Regions from separate parts of the Rattus norvegicus genome. Here region 2 is linked to region 1. Evidence: chromatin contacts called from public HiChIP or PLAC-seq data. All regions are on one chromosome and are shown on one strand. Each heading gives the region's core, a stretch centred on a gene start, on an enhancer-like site or on the middle of the called end of the contact. The rest is flanking DNA. Distances are from core to core; before and after follow the strand shown. Region 1 has its middle 460 kb from the start of Insc. Region 2 has its middle 340 kb from the start of Trnav-aac35.

What was found. HiChIP or PLAC-seq counts read pairs in DNA pulled down with a chosen protein or histone mark.
Region 2: an H3K27ac HiChIP or PLAC-seq map of oligodendrocytes shows a contact between it and region 1, with 12 times the contacts expected there. The contact joins two enhancer-like sites. A contact is called at or near these places in 6 of 12 Hi-C or Micro-C datasets (Schwann cells, frontal cortex, hepatocytes and 3 more) and 1 of 1 datasets of contacts at active chromatin or transcription factors (oligodendrocytes).

The regions. Positions count from the first base shown.
Region 1 is chr1:178,887,903-178,893,375 of GRCr8, reverse strand. No RefSeq gene overlaps it. Among named protein-coding and RNA genes, the nearest start is that of Insc, 460 kb to the right of the region's middle. Within about 2 kb of position 2,190, at least 56 of the 93 cell types and tissues checked have an H3K27ac peak or open chromatin away from gene starts, as enhancers often do.
Region 2 is chr1:179,050,472-179,055,944 of GRCr8, reverse strand. No RefSeq gene overlaps it. Among named protein-coding and RNA genes, the nearest start is that of Trnav-aac35, 340 kb to the left of the region's middle. Within about 2 kb of position 2,709, at least 8 of the 93 cell types and tissues checked have an H3K27ac peak or open chromatin away from gene starts, as enhancers often do.

The DNA.
Region 1 (5,473 bases), core at 941-3,440:
TACAACATCCTGGGCATTCCAGGCAGGGCAGGATTGTGTTGATTCCGTGGTGTGGACTCCACAGGGCACGTGTTCATCTGTCATGCTCACACCGGCTGCACTCTGTGTCTCTGTGTGTACCTCTCTCTGGTATAGAAGCCACTTCACCAGAGGGGATGAGTCCTCACCTGTGTGCACTTGAGGGCTTTTCTCTTGCAGAAAATGTAGCTTAAAAGCTGGTGACGGGGGCTCTTTCTGAACACCGATCACATCACATCATTTTTCTTTCAGAGAAAAATGCTAGAAATTAACCTGAGAGTGGCGAATCTCACTTTTACTTCCTCTTTCTGCCTTCTCTTCCTCTGTGTATGTGTCTCCGTCTCCGAGGTTCTATTTATAGCTTGAGGCTTTCATGTTTTCACACTTAGCATATAAACGTCCTGTCTTACACAGGGAGCATGCACGGAGTGGGTCTGTAATTAGATCAGCACTCCGTCCCAGTGGCACACGCTCGGACTGGACTTTGTTCCCTACTCCACTCCTACCTGCATGCATTCCCAAGCCTCAGCATCCTGTCCTGAACCCCTTCTTCCATGTCCCTTTCAACCCCTAATGACAATCCTCCGATATGACTGTCCTGGGATCTGGTCCTCTTCTGTTGCATTAGAGGTGACTTCCATGTGCTTTGCCACGGCTCACAGCAGCCCAGATCTCCACTCTGATCTCTCTCCAGAGTGGGAACCATCCCCGCTTGTTAAGGCTATCAGAATGACAGCCCACAGTGATAAAGCTCAGCCCCTCCAACAGGCGAGGTCCCCAGTCCCTAAAATCAGAAGGCACAATTATAAAGATTTAAATTAAATGGAAAAATACAGGAACTAGGAAATCAGGCTTCATTTCCACGTCCTCTCGATGCATGTTAGTGAATATTGTTGAGAACAATTAGGGCTGTATGAGTGAGGGGTTGTTTCTCGCTTGCTTGTCAGGTCAGAAGACAATCTGTTTATTTTCCTGATACAATTTTATTCAATAAACTGAAAGGATGGGAGCCTGGAAAGGGGGTATGAACAGGATGTGTGCCATCAATTTGTCAAATAAATAATCGTGCTTGGAAACAACAGATTTTATTAATTAGACAGGATGGTGTATTATTACCATTAAAGTGTTATATTGCATTAATTTTTATATTTTACTCGGCTACTAATTACTGTAAAAGATTTCGGGAATGAAGCAAAATAAAATCATGCAGCATTATACAGAATGTAAAGATAGCGTGAATTAATTTGCCCACTGAGCGAGAGAGAAAGAGGCACTGGGGCTGTCTGTGCTTCCTTGGCTGGCTTGCCCAAGGAGCCCCGGCAACAGTAACACCCCTGTTGTCTGTCGGCAGGCAGAGGGTGGGAGGTGAAGGATGCCTCAAGCCAGGGGTTTGAGGCCAGGCACTGATATTCACCCAGAGATCTCCATGTTCAGTCTCCACTTGCCTTAGGGCAATTGTAAGAGTTTGCCCGTAAAAAATAAAAAGGTGGGGGGAGACTCTTTCAATGTGGAAGGGATAAAAGGGAGGATGGCAGGGTTTATGCAGGTGTTTGGAAGAGTATTCAGAGGTCTAGACCCAGCCTGAGCAGGCTAATGCCCAGGTCCTGGTGGAGTCGAGAGGCCAGGTCCTGAGGGAATGGGAAGAGAATTTGCAGCTTCTCAGCCACTGCCCTGCTGGGACACGCTGAATCCAAGTGGTGCAAAGCTGGCTGCTGCTAATGCCAAGACAGCAGCGCCAGGAGATCCTTGCAGTAAGTGCAGGCCAGAGGTCTGGCTAAAACAGGTGTCTCCACCAGGGAACCCCATCAGGCGTTGGTACCACGGGGGAAAAAATACACACCTCACCTCCGTGCAGCCAGACGTGAGCTATGTGGATGCAGCCAAGTCCCCTTGAACCAGAGTTTATTCTTTAGTTTCGAAAATATAAAGTAAATTTTTGTGCTTCTCCCTTCACCAAACAACAACAAAAACAGGTTGTCAGCCCCAGGCAAGGGAAATCCACGCCTGGCACAAGGTCTGATGGGGGAGGCAGGATGGGTTGGGCCCTCTTTGGGAACTCCCCATGACTACAACGCTGCAGGGATGCCAGGACCCAACGGAGCCCCCACCCAGCAAAGTCCTCGCTGACCTGGCCAGTGCGGCTCTCGCCACCCCCCCCCCGGGGGGGGGGTGCGCTCCCAGGCGCAACTCAAGCCCAGCCACGTTTTTCTGCAGGCTAGGTCTCCACAGCCAGGGCCCAGGAGAACCCACATTTCTCACGACCTACTGCCACCTACTGTCCACAGATGGGAACTGCAAATCTCTTGGAAGTGTCCTTGGGGAGACAGAGTAGCAACTCTGGGGTGCACCTGCTTGAAGCCGGAGTTTCCAGAGTGTTCCAGAGTTGCACTGTAATGGAAACAGTTCAACCAGACCTCTTAAACTTCTGGTGCCATGTCTTATTTGGGTGACACCTGGGAGGTCTGAAAACTCTTCCCCTGGAGTTGAAAGTCTCCTCGGAAAGAATCGGATGTAAGACTTACAGTGAATGGTCCTATTTCTGATTTCCTGGGTATTAGATCTTAATCGGTGCTGGAGTCTGACCTCCCTGGCCAGGGCATGCCTTCAGCCTTTTTCTCTTTTACTTCCCCTAACGTTACTTCCTCTTAAAATTACAAGTGCTATTTGGGCCCTGAGCCCTGACTGTAGTAGTAATTTACAGACGAAGCCTTATGTGAACAGGAACCTGTTCTAGCTCCCAAATAATTGACACAAAGATCTGTTAAGTTTATTAGCAAGCTTTAAGCACTGTGACTGGACAGATCTTCATCTATCCTAACCCTCTAAGCTATCTATTTCCCAGTCACACGGTTCTTTACCTTCCATTTGATTCTCGCCATCTTGCTTTGGTCCAAGTGTTGCCTCATGTGTGTTCTCTCGTGGCCAACTGATGGCAAATCATCCCTTGGTGACCTGCTCATCAGGACTCCTCCTGGACCCTCTGTCTCATAGTCTTCCACATGGTCTCTCTACCTTCTTTCCTCATGGCCCTTCTCTCTTTCCTCAGGGTCTTTCTCTTCTCTCTTTCTGGAACCAGATAAAACTTCATCTTTAAATTATTACTGTATCGGACTGCACTCTGGCTAGCCAGGAGCTATTTAACCCTTTTGTACAATACTCAATATTATTCATCTTTAAATCCCAAATGATCATGCTTTCCATACCATTGGTCATGGTATGAAATGAGTAACTATATATGAAGGACCTGGAACGAGCCTAGAATTCAGTAGGTGCTTTATAAATGCACAGTAAGGGGATTGTACAAGCCTCGGATTATCTGCATACTATCACAAGATTTCCATTTGCCTTTGAGCTCCCTAAGTGCTCAAGTAATTTCTGACTCAGTCACAAAGCCACAGCTACCTACATAGGCGGAAGTAGTACCAGGTATCCGTCTAACCATTCATTCAGTAAATGTGCTGCACACTGTGCTCTGAGACCTTTCTCTCGCAGAGTTTATAGGGTTTGGCGAAGACAGGACGAGTAAGTTAGCCATAGGGCCGCATTCCTACAACTTCTGTACTTGGGAGGCAGAGGCAGGAAGATTGCAGCAGGTTGCGGGCCAGCCTGGTCTACATTCGGAATTCAAGGCCACATAGGGAATGAAAGGGCTATATAGTGAATGAGATTCTGTATTCAAAACAACCCAAACTAATAGATGTAAAAATGCAATGAATATTAAAGCAAGGATATCCAAGGTCTCTGAAGGAAGTGTGGGGTGGGGGACTTCTGCAGATGGGGGCAGCAGAGCGCTCTGAATGAGAGGTGTCTGTGTAGTGGGTGGACCGGTGCAAACTTGAAGGATGAAGGAAGGCAAGTGGTGGTATAGGGAGGACATTGGCTATGAAGGGGAACAGACATGATCTCAGTCTTGAAGGTGCATATCAGAGGATGCTGAGGGCATGCACATACAAGGCAAAGCTCATTGATCTGCATTCTCAGAGGGAGTGGATTGCATTGCATGTGAAGTACCGTTCGATAGACTTGATTATAAAAATAAGAGATGAAAGAAAAACAAACTGGACCAGGCCTGGTGTGCTCTGTCCATACCAGCAATCTTGAGGCCGAGACAAGAGAATCTGGAGTTTATGGCCAAGCTGTGCTACATGGCAAGACCTTGTCTCAAAGACTAGCAGTTGCTGGAGGAGAGAGAAATCTTTCCTTCAGTGGCATAGTCACTGGTAAGTGCCCAAGCTCCTGTAAAATAGCCACTCACCCATGCTCCTATACGTCGCCCCAATTAAACTCGTTAGTTTATGCACACAGACATGAAGGTAGGTGGGAGTTAGTTGGGAAGTGAGATATGAGTTCGGGGACAAGGTAAGATATAGACATATAAATATGTCGTAATGAAGCTCATTGTGGAGCCTAACCAATAGAATAACTAAACAAACAGAGAAGTGGAAAAGACTTCACATGAGATGAGATGAGACATGGGAAGAAGAGATCAAGAAAAAGCAAAAGAGAGATAAGGGAGTTAAGAAGTGAAGAAGGCAAAGAAGAGGGTTCCAGACACTGGCCAGAGCTGACATACAGCCCAGGAAACAGGGAAGATCTTGTTCCACTTGGAGAACCCGGGAAAGCCCAAGTGGACCAAGCCTGATGAGAAAAGGACATCAGTAAGAGATCGGGTAGGGCTGTGGCCTTTGGATTTCATTACAAGTTCCTTTGATTTGCTGTAGAGCCCTGAGCTCTTAAGCAGCCATCTGACCGGCCTCATCTGGACAAACTTATCCTGTTTTGAAAATGTTCATAGTCTGTAAATTCAGTGGTCACAATGAGCAGAGTCATCAGAGAAGGCTGCAGTGAGGATAGCTATGAAGGTACCTAATGGATACCAAGGATGCTCATGGATAATGGGCAATCCCATGCATTCTGAGGTCCCATTCCTTCTCGACACCACCAATCAGCTTGGGGCAGAGATGTCAGGACTTCAGATGGCAGGTGATGAGTGGAGAGAAAGAGCAATGGAGAAGCAAGTACACCCCCATCCACACTACTCAGTTGTTTTCCAGTGCTATAGGTTATTTTTCTTTGTCTCATGGAACAAACACCTCACAGTTTGTAGTTACACATTTATGTTCTACATGCATTTGTGCAGTGTCTAAGTTTCTGAGGACTGCACGTTCTGTGTGAACCAGGATGGATTCTGCTCCTTAAACTTCTGTATCCCTAGACCTGGCACTTAGGAGACACTCATGTTAACTGAATGAATGAATGAATGAATGAATGAATGAATGAATGATATGATCCACTCTTCTTAACCTTGCACCCATTCCCTTCAATTATCAGCCGTGAACTAATATTAACTATCCTCTCTTGGGCCTCTCCAACATCCTCATCCTAAGATCAGGCCCCCTTCTGATGGTTCTTCTGGTTTTGATGGCCCCTATATACATCTGCATGAAATTAAGCA
Region 2 (5,473 bases), core at 1,460-3,959, 160 kb before region 1:
TGAAAGGCCCCTGGGAAATGATGAGAATTCCTCAGGGCCTGCAAAGTCACTACTTGGCCCAGCAGGAGGCTCAAATACACAGTACCAGGACAGGAAAGAGCTGAATTCACCCATCCGCCCGCACTCACTGCCGATTGGCCCCATGGTTCTTATGGTCTTTGAGCAGAAGGCAGCTTTGCTGGTTCTACCAGCCCAGGTCCTCTCCCATTGGCAGGAAACTGTTTCTCCAGCTACAATAACTGCATTTTCATTGAAGAAGTCTGGGACTCTTGGACTCCTCTCTAGGTTTCATCGTTACCTCTTTCTGGCAGGTAAGGCTCCCGTTGTCGCCCTCCCTCAGTGGTGGCTGATGGCCACTATTTATCTGGACTGGGCTGGATTCTTAGAGATGTGAGTGACAGATGTTTGAGTCAATCTGGCTTGAGTATGAAATAAATGCGGATATTTCTCCCCTAGGTCAAGTGCAGAAGAGACACACATATTTACAAAATCAACCATTGGCCTTTGTACTGAAGAGTGAAGTCACCCAGCATCTAGCAGCTGTCACCTGAAGGTGCGGCTGGAGTAAGGACTCCAAATGAGGTTGAGAACTTCCCCTTTTAGCTCCCAGAGTGACATTTGTTTGTGGTGCCTCCCTTTTCAAGGTAATTCAGTCCCACTCACATGAATAGCCCTTGACCCCATCAGCCCAGCAAGGCCAGTAGAAAGTTTCTCTTCTGTAGCCTTTCAGAGAAAGCTTGTTTGTGAGGCTCCCTGGGTCACCTCCAAGGGCACATCTATCCCTAAATCAGTCACCCTGGCATAGGAGTGAAGCATTCTCATTGACTGAGCCAGAGACCACATGTTTCTCCTGGAGCTAGATAAGGTGGGTTCATCCAATTCGAGCCAGGTAGATTAAGAGTCTGGCAGCAGGGACTGAGCAGTGGATGTGAATGTTGCTACCTGCTGTGTTTTGAGTATAAAACATCTTAGATGGTGGAAAGTGTGGAACCTCAGTAGGTAGATGGAGCCCTGCCGGAGGGGGTGGGTCACCAGGAGAGGGCCTGGAGGGTCATGGTCCAGTCTTACCTCCTGCTGCTCTCCGTCTCTTGACCACACATAGAATGACCAGCTGCCTCACACCCTGCTGTCATTTCTTCCTCTGTATAACAGACTGCATCCCTTCTTAATCCACAAGTCAAAACAAACCCTTTCTTAGGTTGCTTACTTGTCCCGTCAATGAGAAAAGTGACTGCCATGCTACACAAAGAAGGCTTACGGTGAAGCTGTGAGATGAAAAGGCCAGCCGCTCCTGGTTGCTTTCCCTGCAAATTTCCAGTACTTTCCATACTTTTAAGTATTTCTGCTTTAACCTGCTGGGCCCTTCCCCATGACATTGACCTGGAGAAATAGCCTTCCCAGGGCCAGACTCAGCTTCTACTTCCGGATCCCTCTAAACGCAGGGCTCAGTCTTGCTCTTGCTGGTCAGACACCACTACCACACTTTCCCTAAGGTTCAAGGCTCTTCCTATACTCATCAAAGCTGATTTCTTTCCAGTTCTCTGGATCTGCCATGACTCTGGGAGGGATGAGAAAATCCACAGAGATGAACTAGATGGACCCAGAAGAAATAGTAACAGACCACATTGTCCCTCACAGAGTCAGGAGAAGACGCATTCCACAGACGCTGGCCACCATAGTGCCTCCCGTCTGTTTGTTTGCTGCCCTTGGCATGTGTCCCCATTTAACTGCGTTGCTTCAAGCTCTGAGAGGTTTTGGGGGCGTCGGGGGGACAGCTGGTTCAGAAGCCAGATTAGATGAGACCCGAGTGTCCTGAGAGCCTTTCTTCCCCAGTTTTCCTACTTGTGGTAGTGAGTAGGAGAGTATTTCACTGCCCTCTGAAGCACCTTCCAGAGATACCATTATTCCTTTATTTGATGATGTGGAGCCTGAGGCACAGAAAACCTAAGTGGCTAGTTCTACTCTGGACTTTAACTGACTTTTATATTCTCTTTACCTGCTCTTTCAAGAACTGTGTGCATCTTTTATTTAAATTTACTCCCTTCCATGATGTCATACACACACACACACACACACACACACACACACACACACACACACACACACACACATGAGAGAGAGAGAGAGAGAGAGAGAGAGAGAGAGAGAGAGAGAGAGAGATTGATTCAGCCCAGGGTACACAGACGTACATCCTGATCACTTTGTGGCCCCTGTTCCACTGAATTCCAGCTGGTAGATGTCCCCACACATTGAGGCTGAGCATGGAGGTCCTTGGAGGAAGAGGGATAGCATTGGCTTTGAAGCCACAAACAATGCAATCCACTCACCCCCCCCCCCCCAGCCTTCACATGCCTTTAGCTTTCCCCACTAGACATGAGCTCATGGGACTCTGCCCCGTGCCCCCTTCCATAGATTTTCCTTTTCCTGTCGTCAGGTTAAATGGAACCATCACAGAGATGCATTCATCAGGAGCCGCCATCGGGTAGTAATAGGGTAATTGTGCTGGCCCTGGTACCACAGAGATGATCCCCAGCATCGCCCGAAGAATGTACAGAGGCCACATTTACGTTTCAGGGCAGCCTTTGAAAACCTTGGCATAGGTCCCCAGCTCTGTTTGCCTTCCCGCAGCGTGATGTGAGAACACTGGTACAGTGCGTGCCTTGTTTAAGCACAAGCCAGGCACTGTGTGGCCTGGGAGGTGGATTATGGCCCAGATGAAGGGCGGAAATCCTCGGCAGGGATGGCTTCAACTCCTACAGTTCAGTGTATGTGTGTTACTGTGAGGTCTGCTGCCCACAAAACCCATGGCTATCCTCTCAGTGTGAGAAGACGGGCCGAACCTGGGGGGCACACCAGCATATCCATTGTTTCTGTTCTTGGTTGCAGCACAGGGCTTTCTGTAATTTGGTCCTGCCATGCTCTCTAGACTTATTTTCTGCTATAGGTTTTAGCTCTTCTGGCCAAATCTTTACATTTATGTACATATATATAACCAAACAAATATACACAGATCCGAGTGAGATACAGACAATGTGCACATATATACACATTGGCATTTATATGCTTTATATATATTTAGAGAGATATGCTAACTTATGTCATTGACATACATATGTATTAGACACAGATATGCTCAGATGTATACCATTGGTGTATGTGTATAAATAATTGTGTATGTGTTAGATACAGATATGCTTACATGTATAACATTGGAGTATGTGTGTAAGAGAACTTGAATTCCATCCTCTGTCCAGTCGGAGATCTTGAGAGTTGTTGCCTGGGTCACTGGTTGAGAAGCATGCTGTGGCTGCATCCTGACTCGGCGGTATAAAGCTGTGACTGAGCAGCCATGGACCGATGTCAGGAGGTGTCAGCATTCACCCCTTCTACCTCTCATCTCTGCCTGTCTTCTTAGCTTTACTTTTGGGCTACATGCTATAGTCTCTCAACCCTTTCTATATTCTTCCCATCAGTTAGGAATTTTATCCTCATGGACACTGGTTAATCTTCTTCATGGTAAAAGGAACATTCCAACCTATAATTCTTGCAGAAGGCTATGCTTTCTTAGATAAGATTGTAGCATATCTTTTTCCTTCATTGTTGCATGGCTTAGGAGATATCCTCCTGTAGTAGTGTTCTCGATCTTGAGTCAGAGTTCCACATGTGTGCACTGTAGCATGCTGAGAGAACTGAAAATCAATTTGCTCTTGTCTTCATGTCCTTCCAGCACGGGTTCTAGTCCCACAAGGAGACTTAGCTCCTCGGGTAGAATCTTTACACTTTGAAAAACTATGGTTTAAGACAAGGCTAGAGAGTGAGCTGCCAAGTCCTATCAAAGCCAGCAATTCTAATTCTGACTCTCAGATGAGACCCTGGCCATCAGGGCTAGAGGACCGCTCTGAGGCGGCTTAGTTCTGTGCCTGGGTGGCTCTGAGGGCAAGCACATCTCCCTTAGCTTGCTGCTTCCTGACTCATGGCTTTGATGTTCTGGTTTCACTGTGTTGGCTTTACTGTGCATCAGGAAGGGTCATTTTTTAAAAGTAAGCTGGGAGTGAGTGAATAAATATAAATTGTTGCCCCTCACTCATCTGAGGGAAACTCCTATCATTCTCCTATGGATAGAGAAGGACACAAAACAGGTAGGAAGGACCCTACACCCTTGTAGAGTTTAAACTTGAGGAGTGTGTATTTTCCTCTTTCCACATATTTTAACTCATTCACTCTCCCCTAACCCCTCCCCACAAACGTCAGGCTACAGCTTATGTGACTACACTCATTTTTCCTGATGAAGGTATTGAGGGCCAGAAGTTAAATAATTTGTCCAATGTTGCATAGATGGTAGTAGACATATGATTTGACATCAAGGATGGGGAGATGGCTCAGTGGACAAGGCATTTGCTACCAACCCTGAATTTGATTCCCCAGGATCCACATGGTAGAAGGAAAAAAAAGCCAAAACACAATTCCTGAAAGTTGTCCTCTACCTTGTACACGCACGCTGTAGCATGCCCAGCTGCCAGCCTGCACACGTCACACCACAAACAAAAGTCTGTAGAAACAAGTTTAAACTTTTTTTTGAAGACCAAAAATTTGCCTTCAGCCCTTCTGTCATGACCAGTGTTGCCAAGCGTTTAAGATTTGAAAGAAAGAAAGAAAGAAAGAAAGAAAGAGAGAAAGAAAGGGAAAGAAAGAGAGAGAGAAAGAAAGGAAAAAGAAAGAAACTCAGAGAAGTTAGTCCAGTGAGCCAAGGCCACATAGCTGGTTTAGAAGCAGAGCTAAGCTTTCTGACTCCTTCACACTAGGCTTTTCCCAGGCTGTCTTTCCTTCCCACACTGTGGTAGGGAGCAGGGCAGACACATCAATGGGTACTATGGCTTGTAGGAGCTGAGAAGACGGAATTCTCTAGTATGATACGCACAAGCTGTCTGTCTGGGTCTCACATTGGTGAACTGGGGGAAGGGTGGGGACAGAATACCAATGCACTAAATATTACTCTAATTTGCTCAAAGGCCGTGATTGTATCAAGTTCTAGAAATAATGAGTGAACCAGACGGTTAGGCCACTGCAGCTGGCCAGCAAATTTTTGGCTCAAGTGTTATAATTATTAAATGCAGGGGAGAGAATAGATGAGGAGACAGAGGGAAGAGAGCTCACACAAGCAACTCCAACGCTTAGTTTGAGCTAATTTATCCAAAAATTATACAATCCAAGAAGGCCAACACTTACTTAAATTTAGATTTGGACGAGACTCCTGTCACACACACAAATGACTACTGTTTCCTGGACACCCACTCAGCACACACAATCACCCCTCAGTGCTGCCAGCCCGCTGGAACAAAAGGGATTTTGATTCTGAGATTCTGATTATTTTTAAACTTTAATGACAAATCCTTTCCTTCTCTACATTAAAAAATAAAGGCTATGCATCTTGCCATTAAGGGACTGCTTGCTGCTGCTTGGTTCTCCCAGGCAC